Regions from separate parts of the Mus musculus genome. Here region 2 is linked to region 1. The links are chromatin contacts, called in public promoter capture Hi-C maps. All regions are on one chromosome and are shown on one strand. Each heading gives the region's core, a stretch centred on a gene start, on an enhancer-like site or on the middle of the called end of the contact. The rest is flanking DNA. Distances are from core to core; before and after follow the strand shown.

Region 1 (6,532 bases), core at 1,753-4,252:
TTTTCAATGTTTCAAAGCTCTATTTCAGAAGTTGTTGACACTTTTGTTAAGTTTATTTCTATGTATTATTTTGAGGCTATTATGGAGGAGGTTACTTTCTTGTTTTGTTTTTCAGTATGGATTTTTGTACATTAGTAATCTCGTTTATTTTTGTTGTGCTTATTTAAAACCTTATTTTTAGGACTGGAGAAAAGATTGCACAGTTTAGAACACATAAACTGTCCTCTTGTGGAGGACCCAGTTTTGATTTGTGATACTCACATGGTGGCTCACAATCATCTGTAACTCAAATTCCATGGGCTTCCACAATCTTCTCTGACCTCTGTGGGCACCAGGCTTGCATGTAGTGCATATGCACACATGCAGGCAAAATTCCATGCACCTAAAATAAAACAGTAAATCCAAAACAAATATAAAACTTATTCTGAAAAAAAAATTGCAGATACCACCAGACTGCCAAAAACATCTCCATTACAAAAAAGAATGTTTAAAAACATCTACTTAGGATATTCTAAGTTAATGTCTCCCTCAGTAAGAGTATTATGACATGTATTAAGATTTATTTTTAAATACTCTGTCATGTCTTTGGACAGTAAGAGCCATATGTGCCCACATTCATACTACTATAGTAGGTGTAATATCTGCTGTATAATGATAAATGCTTGGCTTAATAAATATTTTCTGAATAAATAAATTCAAGAAACAAGGAAGGAGGGAAGAAAATAGAGAAAGATCATAAAAGTTCCCTAATGATGAGCTAAATGTTGGGTTTAACCTAAAATCATAGATAAATTAGCACTAATTTAGGAAAATAAATATATCAAAGATGTTTATCTGAGATTGGCATATGCCAATAAAGGAGGACCAAAACTCAACATCTTATGAGGGAAAGCTTACTCAAAAACCTCGGCAACACAAAAGCCAGAATCAATAACAAGCTGTGGTAATTTAGACTGATTATGTGCCATCTTCTTTACACAAAGATTGTCACCAGCAAGATGAAAAATGGAATAATCTTCAAGGTTATATGTATTCTAACACTATAAATTATAAGTGGTAAAGAATCACTTATAGAAGTAGAGAACAATATAAACAGACATAGACCCCTCAGTAGGTTATGCTCCCCCACCACCACTCTTTCATCCCTCCTCTCATGCATACACTTGTGCACGCATGCACAAACACTAGGACTTCAGTCTTTAAAGGTTTATACAGTCTGCTCCCTCCAAACAATAAGAGAAGGAGCTCTATAGAGCTTGTCTGTAAGAGCAGTAGGAGGTGACCACCATCTTTTCTTCTATACAATCCTATTAGCTTCAGACGGTGGAAAGAGTACAAAGGAGCAATGGTAACAGACAGCCTACCTTTCTGAATCTTTAATCAGCACTAGCTTAAAGAACATCTGTTCTTCTCTGCAAAGAAGCAGCATGAGAAGCTAGAATAGCAACTGGCAGGCCTCTGGCAGGAGCTAAGCCACAATGGCAGAGAAGAAACACAGGAATTGCCTTTGTTTTGTGTTTGTTATTTTTTTAAATATTTTCTTTGACTTTATAAAAGTAACATATCAGATTTCTATGAAATGTGGAAAAACTATAAAAGAAAAATATAAACACAAATCAGTCATAGGTCTGTGGCACAGAAATAACCACTAGTTTCTAGTTAATTTATAGGAGAATACCATAAAGGTACCTGACTTTTTTGGTGTTAAAATTTTTGTAATGCCCCATGCGGGCAGAATAGAATGATAGATCTCATGAAACTGTAATTATAGATATCTGTGAGCTTTCACGTGTGTGCTGGGAATAACACCCAGTTTCAAAGAGAAAATTATCCATTCAAAATGCAAACATGGGATCTTAAGAGATTATAAAGAAAGAACTAACTTTTATATTATCAGTACCTTAGACACAGATGGGAAACTATATTCCGCTAAAAAGCACAAACCTCAGACTCAAGAGAAAGAGGGAAGTCTAAATTTGATGATATATACAGTAAATTAATTATATAGAGTTTGTTTGAAAAAACAGAGGAAAGAGTTGTAAGAGCCAGAGATCAGGGAATTTGCTGTAAGATTGCATCTCTTTTTCACGGCTAAAGCTAAACCCATAAACTCTCACCAACATCACTGCTCAAATGTGAGCTTAACAAGGATGTCACAAACAGGCATGCCAAAGTGGACAAAGAAATGCCCATGGGGCCTAAGTTTACACAAACAACTCTAGGGAACTGAGGCATGAAGAAAGGAGAAATCGTTTTCCCCAATGAAGAGCACAACACTTGACTGTCCAGTGGCAAAGTGTCAGCCCTAAAAACGTTAAGTGCAGGTACCATTATATGAACCAATCAGGTTATGTTTAGAGACATATATGCAATAATAATAATAAAAATAATAATCCCTGATGAAGCTCTGCATGAATAGGTCCATAGACAAACATGCAGACACGACCCCTACACAAATAACATAAAATACAGAATATCTTAGATTAAGGACAGATTTTGTTGATGTGTTCTCAAAGTTCACTGATTCTTTGTCATTTTCATTCTGCACAATACCTAATTCAGCAATGTTTTTTTTCCCTTAAAAATTCACTCTGTGATAATTTTACGCACACACATGTAAGACATATTTTTATCATATCAACTTCCCATTGCTGATCAGTCTTAGCTATTTTTGTTTGTTGTGAAGAGATACCATGTACAATTTATAAAAGAAAAGATTTAATTGGGAGATTATAGTTTAAAAGAGTTAGAGGATCGATAAGCATAGATTAAGGGGCCATGGCAGCAGGCACACATTGCATGGACTTCCAAACTTTTACACTATACCTGGCTGGCATAGGTTAGATATCTTCAAAAGGGTCAGAGGTAAGGCTTTGTGAGGTCTCAGCCACTCCTTAGCTGCCTTTGGCTAGGGAGAGCTTTGCTGACCAATCAGGGCTGAGGGGTGTGGCCCACCATTGTTCTGACAGGGTGATAAGCAGGGTGCTCAGAGCTCTGGGGCCAGTCCCTGGCGAGCTCCGCTATGGCTCAGGTGGCCAAGAAAGTCCACGGGTCTAGAGCTGCGGCAGCAGCAGCAGCCGCCGCTGCCAAAGCCAAAAGATCGAAGCCTAAGACCGCCGCCAAAAGATTCAAGCTTAATAAGAAGCGAAACCCTAGATCTAAGCTTCCCAAGAGATCTCATCGTTCCTTAATTCGTTCTCTTTTTCAGTCTCGTTCCTGTGGTTGCTGTCGTTGTTGCTGTGGTTTTTGCTGTTATCGTTCTCGTCCTTCTCGTAGCAGAATTACATTTAAGGTGAGAGATCCCAAGCTAAGCTCATTCCCTCCCTTCTTCAGTCATTCTTTCCCCTAAGACTTTCTCAGGCCTACAATAAACTTCCCATCTACCTCTACCCCTTTACATGAATCCTCATCCACGTTCTATCTTTTCCCCAAACCAGTGCCCTTATGACTGTAGTTCTTTCAGATTACGAAGAAGGGGGAACAATCACTTAGAAGGAGAATTAGGAGACGAATCAAGAGTGCTACTGAACTTCGATTGATGCGGAGCCAACTGGAGCTGATCGAACCGGAACCGACTATGGCTTTGGAGCCAAGTGAGATTACAGTGGCATTGTTCTCTCATGAGAATGCCAATGTGTCTGAGCCGGAGGAAGTTCCACCATGCATTGACAGTGACCAGGTTCCGAATGGAGACTTGGCCAGCTCCTAGACCCTGAACAGGTCCAAAGACCCATGAAACATCAGTGAACGGGTCTGGGAGCTGAGCTGTGGTCCTGTCAAGGCCACTTTTCACCACAAACTAATTTGTATGATGGTGAAAATAATAAGATGTGAAAATATGTGTCACTCTGTCTCTGATGGTGTCAAGGGAGAGGGGTGGGGTAGGGAAGACTGGGGAATATGATGAGAAGGAACATCAGTTTCTAGAAGGTTGGGAGTGGTGTGAACAACCCCCTGATCGGCAGACACAGGAGGGTCAGAACTGAGCTAGCACAAATGTCCCCCTGAAGCTTTATTTCACTGGGCAACAGGGAGAGCCCAGGGTCTTCCTAAATGTCACTGGCTAGGACTTCTGCATGGTTTCAGGGTGTTACATCGATATGAACTGAGGTGTAGTGGCAGTTCCAGTCCTATCTTAGGCAGCACATCAACTTTAGGACCCCTACCTCATTGTGGTGTTTCTTACAGTCCTCATTATGATCTCTTGTGCTAAGACCCTCAGAAGGGCCAAACACTTCATTCACCCCATCGAAAGGCACCAGTGATTTTGACTGGAATCTGCAAGTGCAGCACTGATTTAGCCTACCTCTTCAGAAATTGGAGGAGGAATAGGACAGTGAGAACGGGTCTGCCAACCAGTGCTGGTCATGAAACAGGTAGTAATGTCTACAGCATGTTTTAAAACAACTATGCCTTTCCAGATAGCTTTACTGTATATTTGCTAACACTTTTTTAATCCCTTGAGGACATATTGTGAAACAAGTTTTTCAAAGCGTAAAGTGGGGCTGGAGAGATGACTCAGTTGATTCCTCACATGCATGGGGGACCTGAGTTTGATCCCCAGAACTCACAATTAAAAAATGAAACCCTAGCCCGGCAGTGGTGGTGCACACCTTTAATCCCAGCACTTGGGAGGCAGAGGCGGGCAGATTTCTGTGTTCGAGGCCAGCCTGGTCTACAGAGTGAGTTCCAGGACAGCCAAGGCTACACAGAGAAATCCTGTCTCGAAAAACCAAAAAAAAAAAAAAAAAAAAAAAAAAAAGCAACCCCATCAGCTTGGCATGGTGGCATGGTGGCATAGGCATTTACTCTTGGCACTCAAGGCAGAGACAGGCAGATCACTATGAGGCTACATGGTGAGACACTGTTTCAAAAAAGAAAGAAACCAGTGTGTGATGTTGGAAACTCTTATTTACTGCACTGAGGATGTGGAAAAGTGTGTATCCTTGACACTTGTTGGCCAGCTAGCCTGTATACACTATTGGTATGTCCCAGGCCAGTGAGACACTTTGCTGATACTTTTTTGTTTTGTTTTGTTTTTGTTCTTCTGATTTTAAGATTTTTAAGGTGGGTAGCACCAGAGAATCTACAGAAAAGTTGCCCTTTGCTACACAAACACACACACACAGACAAACACAAACAAACACATGAGTATATACATCCATCCTTCATGCATGCATCCAGACTCAAAAGAATACATGCATATACACAAACATACACACATAGACAATAAAATGCTAATATGCATTTTGATGCCTTTACATATGCATACACTTATGTAGTCTTCACTACAAGAATGAGTGTGCCCACAAGTCACTACAATTTTTTTTTTAGTTTAGAGTACCCCTTTTGTGTTGCTGTTGTGAAATATTAAACTTTGGATACTTCATAAAGCAGAGGTTCATGTGGCACTGAGTTTGGGGAGAAATTGGTTGTGGTTGCATAACTTCATTTTGTTGCTCTCTTCTAAGGTTCTCCAAATTTTTAATTTTATCTATTCTTTCAGAATTAAATATACATACAGTATATTTTAAACATATCCACTGCTATACCTCCTAACATTTCCTAGACATGTGTGTGGTTCCCTCTCAACTTGGCAACCTCTTTATTTATACCCCTCTGATATCAGCACTGTCAATATGTCCATGAGTGTAAGGCTATCCACCAGATTATGGGCAACCTACCAGAGAAGAAAACAGACACTCCTTTTCTCTATAACCATCAACAGCCAATACCATTCAGCTACAGATTGGGTTTCAGGATCCCCTCTTATTTGCATGCTAGAATGCTTACTGGATTGACCTCTTGCCAGTCTTGTGTAGGCAACCACAACTGCTGTGAGTTCATCACTGCAGTGGTCTTGTTATACCCAGAAAACACTACTGTGTTCTTGTCCTCCCCAATGTTTAGTTCTTAAAGTCTTTCTGCCACCTCTTAATCTTCCCTGAGCCTTAAAGGCATGGGAAGTGACATAGATGTTCCAGTTGGGGTTGAGCATGCCACTGTCATTTATGCTCTGGATTTGTAGTAGCTGTGAGTCTCGGTGTTTGTTGACTGCTGTGCATTGCAAGAAGCTTCTCTGCTGAGGGTTGAAAGCTGCACTAATATATGGGTAAAAAATTAACCATTTTATTTACTTTTGTTAGCTTAATTTGTGTGTGTGTGTGCCTCTGTGTGTAGCTGTGTGTGTGTGTGTGTGTGTATGTGTGTGTGTGTGTGTATTCACTCATGCACATATACCCATGAAGGCCTTAGTTGTTGATACTTTCCTATCACCAGAGTCCCAGCAACTGAACTTAGGTTGTTAGGCTTGGCATCAAGTGCCTTTATCCATAGACTCCTCCACTTGATTTAGATATTTAGAGGGGAGTTTGAAACTAGGTTAATTTAGCAAAATGGTAGTAGTAGGGCATAAGGCCTCCCATTGAGCATATGACCTTCCAAGCCGTTAGTTCTTTGCGAGGTTTACTATGCCCATTATGATTTCTTTCCTGTGGAGTAGCCTTAAATTCAATCAGAAAACTGTATGCAA
Region 2 (6,532 bases), core at 1,664-4,163, 160 kb after region 1:
ACTGTGCTAGTTTTATGAGCTGGAAAAAAGATTAACTTGAATAATTGGGGGTGGGGTTATTTTGAAACATCTGAGGAAAAAGGAGCCTGATCCCTAACAAAAACAAAAAAATAGAAAATGGTTCTAAATGTGATGGTGGTTGCTAGGGAAAAGTGAAGATGGGATATGTGTTTAATGAGAATTAAATGTTGAGAGATTGGCTGTAGAATCAGGTAAATAAACTTAACACTACTGGCCTGTATATTTAGAAAAGACTAAGATAATGAGAAATATGGAATGTGTATTTTACCGAAATCAGAAACAAACAAATGGCCTGGGAGTGTAGTTCAGTTGGTCCAGGGTTCCATCTCAAGCAATGCATAAACCAGGATTAGTGACAACTATCTGTAATATCAGCACTTGAGAAGGTGGAGGGAGAAGGCTAAGAGTTCAAGGTAATCTTCCAAGACTTACTGAGACCCTATCTGTCTTAGAGAGGGTTTAACTGCTATGAACAGACACCGTGAACTCTTATAAGGGCAACATTTAATTGGGGCTGGCTTACAGGTTCAGAGGTTCAGTCCATTATCATCAAGGTTGGATCAGAGCAGCATCCAGACAGGCATGGTGCAGGAGGAGCTGAGAGTTCTACATCTTCATCTGAAGGCTGCTAGTGGAAGACTGATTTTCAGGCAGCTAGGATGAGGGTATTAAAGCTCACACCCACAGTGACACACCTACTTCAACAGGGCCACACCTTCTAATAGTGCCACTCCTTGGGCCAAGCATATACAAACCACCACTGTCTGAAAAAAAAGGCAAAACTCAAAACAAATCTAGTCATGTTATAAATAGTACAGAGTGACTATAGCAGTCTAAGTTGAAACTGTGTCACATCAAGACAAACTTATCATACATCAAACCTTCCTGATATTGCTAGAAATTTTAATTCTTGTCATTTTATCATTCATCTCTCTAAACTTGCTAAAACTATAGCAATGAAACAATTGGACCTCAATCTTTGCTCTGATTGATATATGTGGTCTTGCATATTTTTAGTTGGAACGTGCATGAAAAGATCACAAGGCTAATTATTTTGAGAACTGATATGGTCTTTAATTTGAACAATATAACAGCTGCAGTGTTCATTGGAGTGAAGGACTAACATTCGATGAGATGCAACCGTAGAAGATAAGGCATAGATTAATTATTTTCACTAAGGATGATCAGCTACCCAGAAAGGCATTTGGCAATATTTTGTGGTATTTTTGGTTATTATAACTGAGGTGCAAGAAGTACTACTGGTAGAGTCACAGCTTAGAATATTATTAAACACCCTACAGTGTACTGACAGGTCACCATCTCTCTCTCTCTCTCTCTCTCTCTCTCACACACACACACACACACACACACACACACACACACACACAACATCTACTTTCAGAGGTCATCAGCATAAGTTTTAGAAATTCTAGGCTACAGCCTTCTGATTTTTTTGCTTACTTTTCCTTTAACTTTGTCACAGCTTTTCTTCCATCTGCCATGACCTACCAGAATTCCATTTGTACTCAGTTCTATTTCTGTCTCTATTTTTTTCTTGGCATAGTACCCACACCCATAACTTCAACTATTACTCCTAGGATGTTGACTGCTATCATGTTTAAGTACAAATGTTCTTCTGGTTCTAAAGCATTCTCTCTAATATTCCTCACTGTTTTTTTCCCTTAGGATTTTCTGGTTCTAGTAGTAGCAGTTGATACCCTGATCTGTAAGGACTTAACTGGGGGCACATATTACATATTGGAGTTAGGAAAGGCAAAAATAGAAGTGATGTTATTAGATTTTAATTTTTTTTTAGTAAAAAAAAAACCCGTAGGGCTGTTGAATCTTACCAAATATCTATTGGTACCTTATTTATGTAAGAGACTGTGCTGGGTGCTTGGGGGGAAGGCAGCCATCTTAAAGGTGTGAGATAGCTATGGCAGTAACTGGTTTGAACGGATTATCCTTAATGTGGTATCATTTTGCACATAAATTATCATAGGTGGAAACCCAAATTCCAATAATTCAATTAATAAAATACAACAGAGCTTGGAGGCGGTTCGGAGTTTGTGTGACATTATAGATTGAGATTTCTCCATTATAAACCAATGAGGGTGGTAGTGGAAAAGTGGGGTTTCATTTATGCACAGGCAAGTGGCAGAGACATTAAGGTTATGGAGCGATGCCTGTCAAAGAAATTCAGAAGCTTTTTCTCTGTTTTGTGAACCTTCTGGTAACTGTTTCTGGTTCCTTACCATATAACATAGAATATAACATACCACAATAGTAAGATGAGTCATTGTTTTCCATAACCCTAAAAAAGAAATAAAATCTTGCCGATTAAACATGGAGTGTCACCCGTTGTCTGTTTTCAAAGAGATCTTGGCTGTTGGAATGAGAAAAAAAAATACAGTGAATTTTCAAAGATGACAAAATTTTAAAATTATAAAGTAAACAGAGGTCTTGGTTTATGATGAATTTATTGTGCGTCCATTTTCCACAACCGGTTTTCAATTTTAACACTGTAATCAATAAGTCAACGTGTTTGTACACAGCTTCCTAGATGGTTGTACCCCTTTCATGGCTCTGTGATGTGCTGTGCGTAAGGGACTGCAGTGTAAAACGCTTGATTTCTTTGGTTACAGCACTCCCGCGACCATGCCACACACTCATTGATTAACACCTGCCCCGTTGGCAAGTTACAGCAAATTAGTATTTTTTTAAATTAAATTGTACAAAACTCTCCATACAACTAATTAAACTGTGAGAGAGATGTGCTGTGGAAAAGCACTTTATTAAATGCGCTCCTTTTTTTTTTTTTTTCTCTTTGCATTCCATTCTCGTAGAAAGGTTAAAGTGGGCTGGGGAACGGAGCGCTGAGGAGGCGGAGAAGGGATATACGTCTCAGGATACAGGAAATACGGTAACAGCGAAACCAGGAGGAAGCCAGCCCCGTGCCTGGAGGGGATCCGCCATCTCAGATCTCGGCCTTGCCAGGGCCCACCAGAGAAAACTAACGCTCTGGTCCTGTCATACCTATGGGGGACCAACCTTGTGCCTCCGGGAGATCCACGCTCCCACCAGGAAATACGCGGGAACCCAAGCCTCCAAAAAAGCGCTGTGTCCTGGCTCCGCGGTGGGATTATCCCGAAGGGACTCCCAGTGGAGGTAGTAGCACTCTCCCCTCGGCGCCTCCTCCTGCATCTGCTGGACTCAAGTCGCACCCTCCTCCTCCGGAGAAGTAGTGAAATAGATTTTTTTCCCAGCCGAAATCAGGTCAGATTCTTTCGTTCTCATCTGGGACATCCAGGCTCTCTGAAACTTAATTATGCCTTTCCCCAGCTCTTCCCTGTTTTCCTGTTCTTTCCACAAATTCAAAGAGAAAAGAAACAAGTACAGGCATTGAAAAGTCTTTCTTTTTTTAAAAAAAAAGTATGCTTGGATGAAATAGGTATTTGATTGCGGTGAGTAATTAAGATATTTTACATGAGTTAATTGTAATTTTAAAAACTGCAGTGTTTTGATTTTCATGACAGGCCAAGGTATAGTGAGATACTAACACAATGTTCCCTGGCTAATAAATTAAAACTGGGTGGGGATTTACTATACTCTTCTGTTTTTGTGTATATATTGAAATTTTTTCCATTTAAAAATGCTTAGCCCAAGACCAAGTGTAAGGATGTACTAAAGGCCTAATGCCTGTGCCCAGAGGAGATTGTAAAGTGAGCTTTGAGAACTGGGTTTTTTTTTTTTCTGTGTAAGATGGTATTTAGTAAGTGAAAACAAGTTATAATATGATGGTCAAACCCAAGTACCATAAAAATGTGCTTGTTCAAGGTATTCAGGAATCATGGAGGATGGAGATGGCTCTTGATGGAGCCTGTTAGTCTTCAAGAGCCATCAAAGAGGAGGGGGGAATTTGTGGGTGGGCCTTAAAGGGTGAGTGACATCTACCATATGGGTTAGGATGCTTTTTAGGCCTAGTGTTTCTACAATGAAAGCCAGAGGGCAAGATTGTTCTGGGGCAGCGTGGCTGTAATTCTAAGTCTGTGAGAGAAGTGTGATACAGGGCTGTAGGCCTTGAGTGTTTTGCTAAGGAGTACGCAGTTTATTCTGGATGAACGAGTAGCATTGGAAATTTCCAAATAAGGACTATTTGTGTTTTAAGACTCTAACTCTTATTTTCACAGAACTAATAGCTCATTTGAATGAGGCTTATGTTAAAAAGAAAACAAATGAACAAGTTTGACTCAGGCTCACAGTTCTTCTTCATCTTCAATCTTTATGGAGCCCTTGCTGTGGTTAGGCCTTGAACAGGGAGGTGTGGGGGACAGATGACCAAAACTTAGCAGGAGTAAAATAGATATTTGAGCTAATCAATGAATATTATTGAGTGAACATTCTGGGTATCAGGTTTGTTGCTAAAGCATAAAAAAAATGGAGTCTCATTTCACCTAAAAGCAGTTGATTGTCATTCCAATAGGCCGGTCCTTCCCTCTTTTTTTTTTTTTTTTTTTTAAACCTCTATTCAGAGTGAAAATGGTAATTTAACAGGCAATAGGGAAAGAAATGCTCACCTAGGAAACAAAGGGGGCTATTCAGGGCAAGAAGTGTTTAAGAGCTGCGTAATTTTCCCCAGTGATTTAAAGCATACATAATTGTAATGGCGGATACTTGTTGAATTTGTGTGGTTGGTGTGTGTGTGCCATCTTTTTCTAAAGGATTTCGAATGCTTGCGTTTAATCACAACTCCACTAAAGGATGTTTGTATAGGCCTATAAGTTGCCACAAGTTGTGAGACACTTAAATGGCCTTGTTGAGATTTGCTTAAGAAAGAAAATGCAAGCATTGGTTCCAGAATTGATGCTGTGAGCTGCTGTACAGAACATACCCCCTAATTCTGTGGACCCAGTTATTGAATAGGAATGCACCATTGAATTGGGAGCTGAAAGGAACATAAGGAACTGAAAAGGCCAGAAGAAAATGAGACAGACTATAGTGACAGAAGAAGAAAGGACTTCACCTTCTTTTACTGTTTTCCAGTTTGTGAGGGACTGCAGTATGGCTTCATTTCCTTGGTGCGTTTGTAAAATAGTTCACCCATTGAAGACCATGAAGGTTCTTTCCAATGCTGCCCTGCTTTTGCTGGTGTCTTGCTCCTGGAAGTTGTGATGCTAAAGGTAATTTTTTTTTTTTAAATAAAAATGCACGAGAAGGAGGAAGAAGGAGTTGATAATGGCATGTTCAAAAATAATCAGACAAATCCCCAAATGCTAGCAGTAATGATAAATTGAAACATTTTCTATAGTTAATGAAACGATATGCACTAAAAATCACCATGTAAATCTGTAAAGCAGTTTAGGGACTGTACTGCTGACCCATTACTTTAGTTTCTGCTCTTACTGGAAAGTGAGTCTTTTTAACCCCATTTTCTAATTGTTGCTAGTTAAGGGGAAAATAATGAGTACTTTTATACCAATTTCATAACAGGTATCCTTTCTGAATTATTTTATTTTTTTCTAGTAATAAGGTGCTTTTTAATTATATTGTAATGGCTCTGACTTCTTTTCTAATGTGTATTTTTTTAGTTTGTCCAAGAAAATTAGTTGGTTTTTTATTTTTATTTTTGTTTTTTGTTTTTTAAGACAGGGTTTCTCTATGTAGCCCTGGCTGTCCTAGAACTCACTCTATAGACCAGGCTGGCCTCGAACTCAGACATTGACTGCCTCTGCTTCCTGAGTGCTGGGATTAAAGCCTAGATTAAATGCTAGAAATTACTGTGTATTCCTAGTTTGCTGAGGGGATTTATTGTGAATGAGTATGGAATTTTCTGTTTTGTTTTCTCAAAATAATTTGTCTGTATCTAGTGCATAAGTATATTTTCCTCATTCCTATGACAATGTGATGATAAATTACAATAATTTTTAACAAATTTCCTTATTTTGATTTTTAACGAGGCTTCCACATTCTTTGGGGGCTGAGGGACAGTGCAAAACTTGGTCTTTAGGACTCATGCACTTTCTGTCTTTTGTTTGGTTGGGGTTTTTGTTGTTGATCAGCCCAAGTGATCAGCCTTCCCCAGCACTGTGATGAGAAGCCTGGAAGCAATGTCCAGCTTTTATTTAGGTGCTAGAGACAGAACTTAGGTCTATGGGCTTGCATAGCAAGCAGTTTACTTTTTGCTTACTGAGCCATCTCTCCAGCCCTGTTTTCTCTCTTAGGCATTTATCTGTATTTAATTTCCTTCTAGTTTCCTCTTGTTTGTTCTTTTTCTAATTTAGTGAATTGGGCTCTTGCTGATTAATATTTCTTTTCTAAAATGAAAAGTTAAAACTACAAATTATTCTCTACAGTTGGTAAGAATTTCACAGGTTTGTATATATTATTTTGTTATTATATTCCAATAATTACTGTTTTATACTGTGTCTAATGATTTTTTAAATTTGGACATCTCATATGTATGGAAGTTTTGTCTGCACGTATGTATGTACCATGTGTATGCCTGGTACCT

What was found. Capture Hi-C pulls out chosen DNA fragments and counts their contacts.
Region 2: a contact with region 1 is called in a promoter capture Hi-C map of adipose tissue. The contact joins the promoter of Nbdy here to the promoter of Cypt3 in region 1. A contact is called at or near these places in 16 of 39 promoter capture datasets (the 3T3-L1 cell line, 3T3-L1-derived adipocytes, the C10 cell line and 9 more), 2 of 115 datasets of contacts at active chromatin or transcription factors (embryonic stem cells and stem cell-derived neural progenitor cells) and 1 of 9 other capture datasets (adipose tissue).

Annotation. Positions count from the first base shown.
Region 1 is chrX:153,555,591-153,562,122 of GRCm38.p6, forward strand. Cypt3 (cysteine-rich perinuclear theca 3) reads left to right here and starts at 3,003. Exons shown (of 2, transcript NM_173367.3): 1 at 3,003-3,292; 2 at 3,464-3,845. The coding sequence starts at 3,023. The coding sequence ends at 3,709.
Region 2 is chrX:153,720,641-153,727,172 of GRCm38.p6, forward strand. It overlaps Nbdy (negative regulator of P-body association), which reads left to right and starts at 2,914. Exons shown (of 4, transcript NM_027327.1): 1 at 2,914-3,297; 2 at 5,065-5,201. The coding sequence starts at 5,193.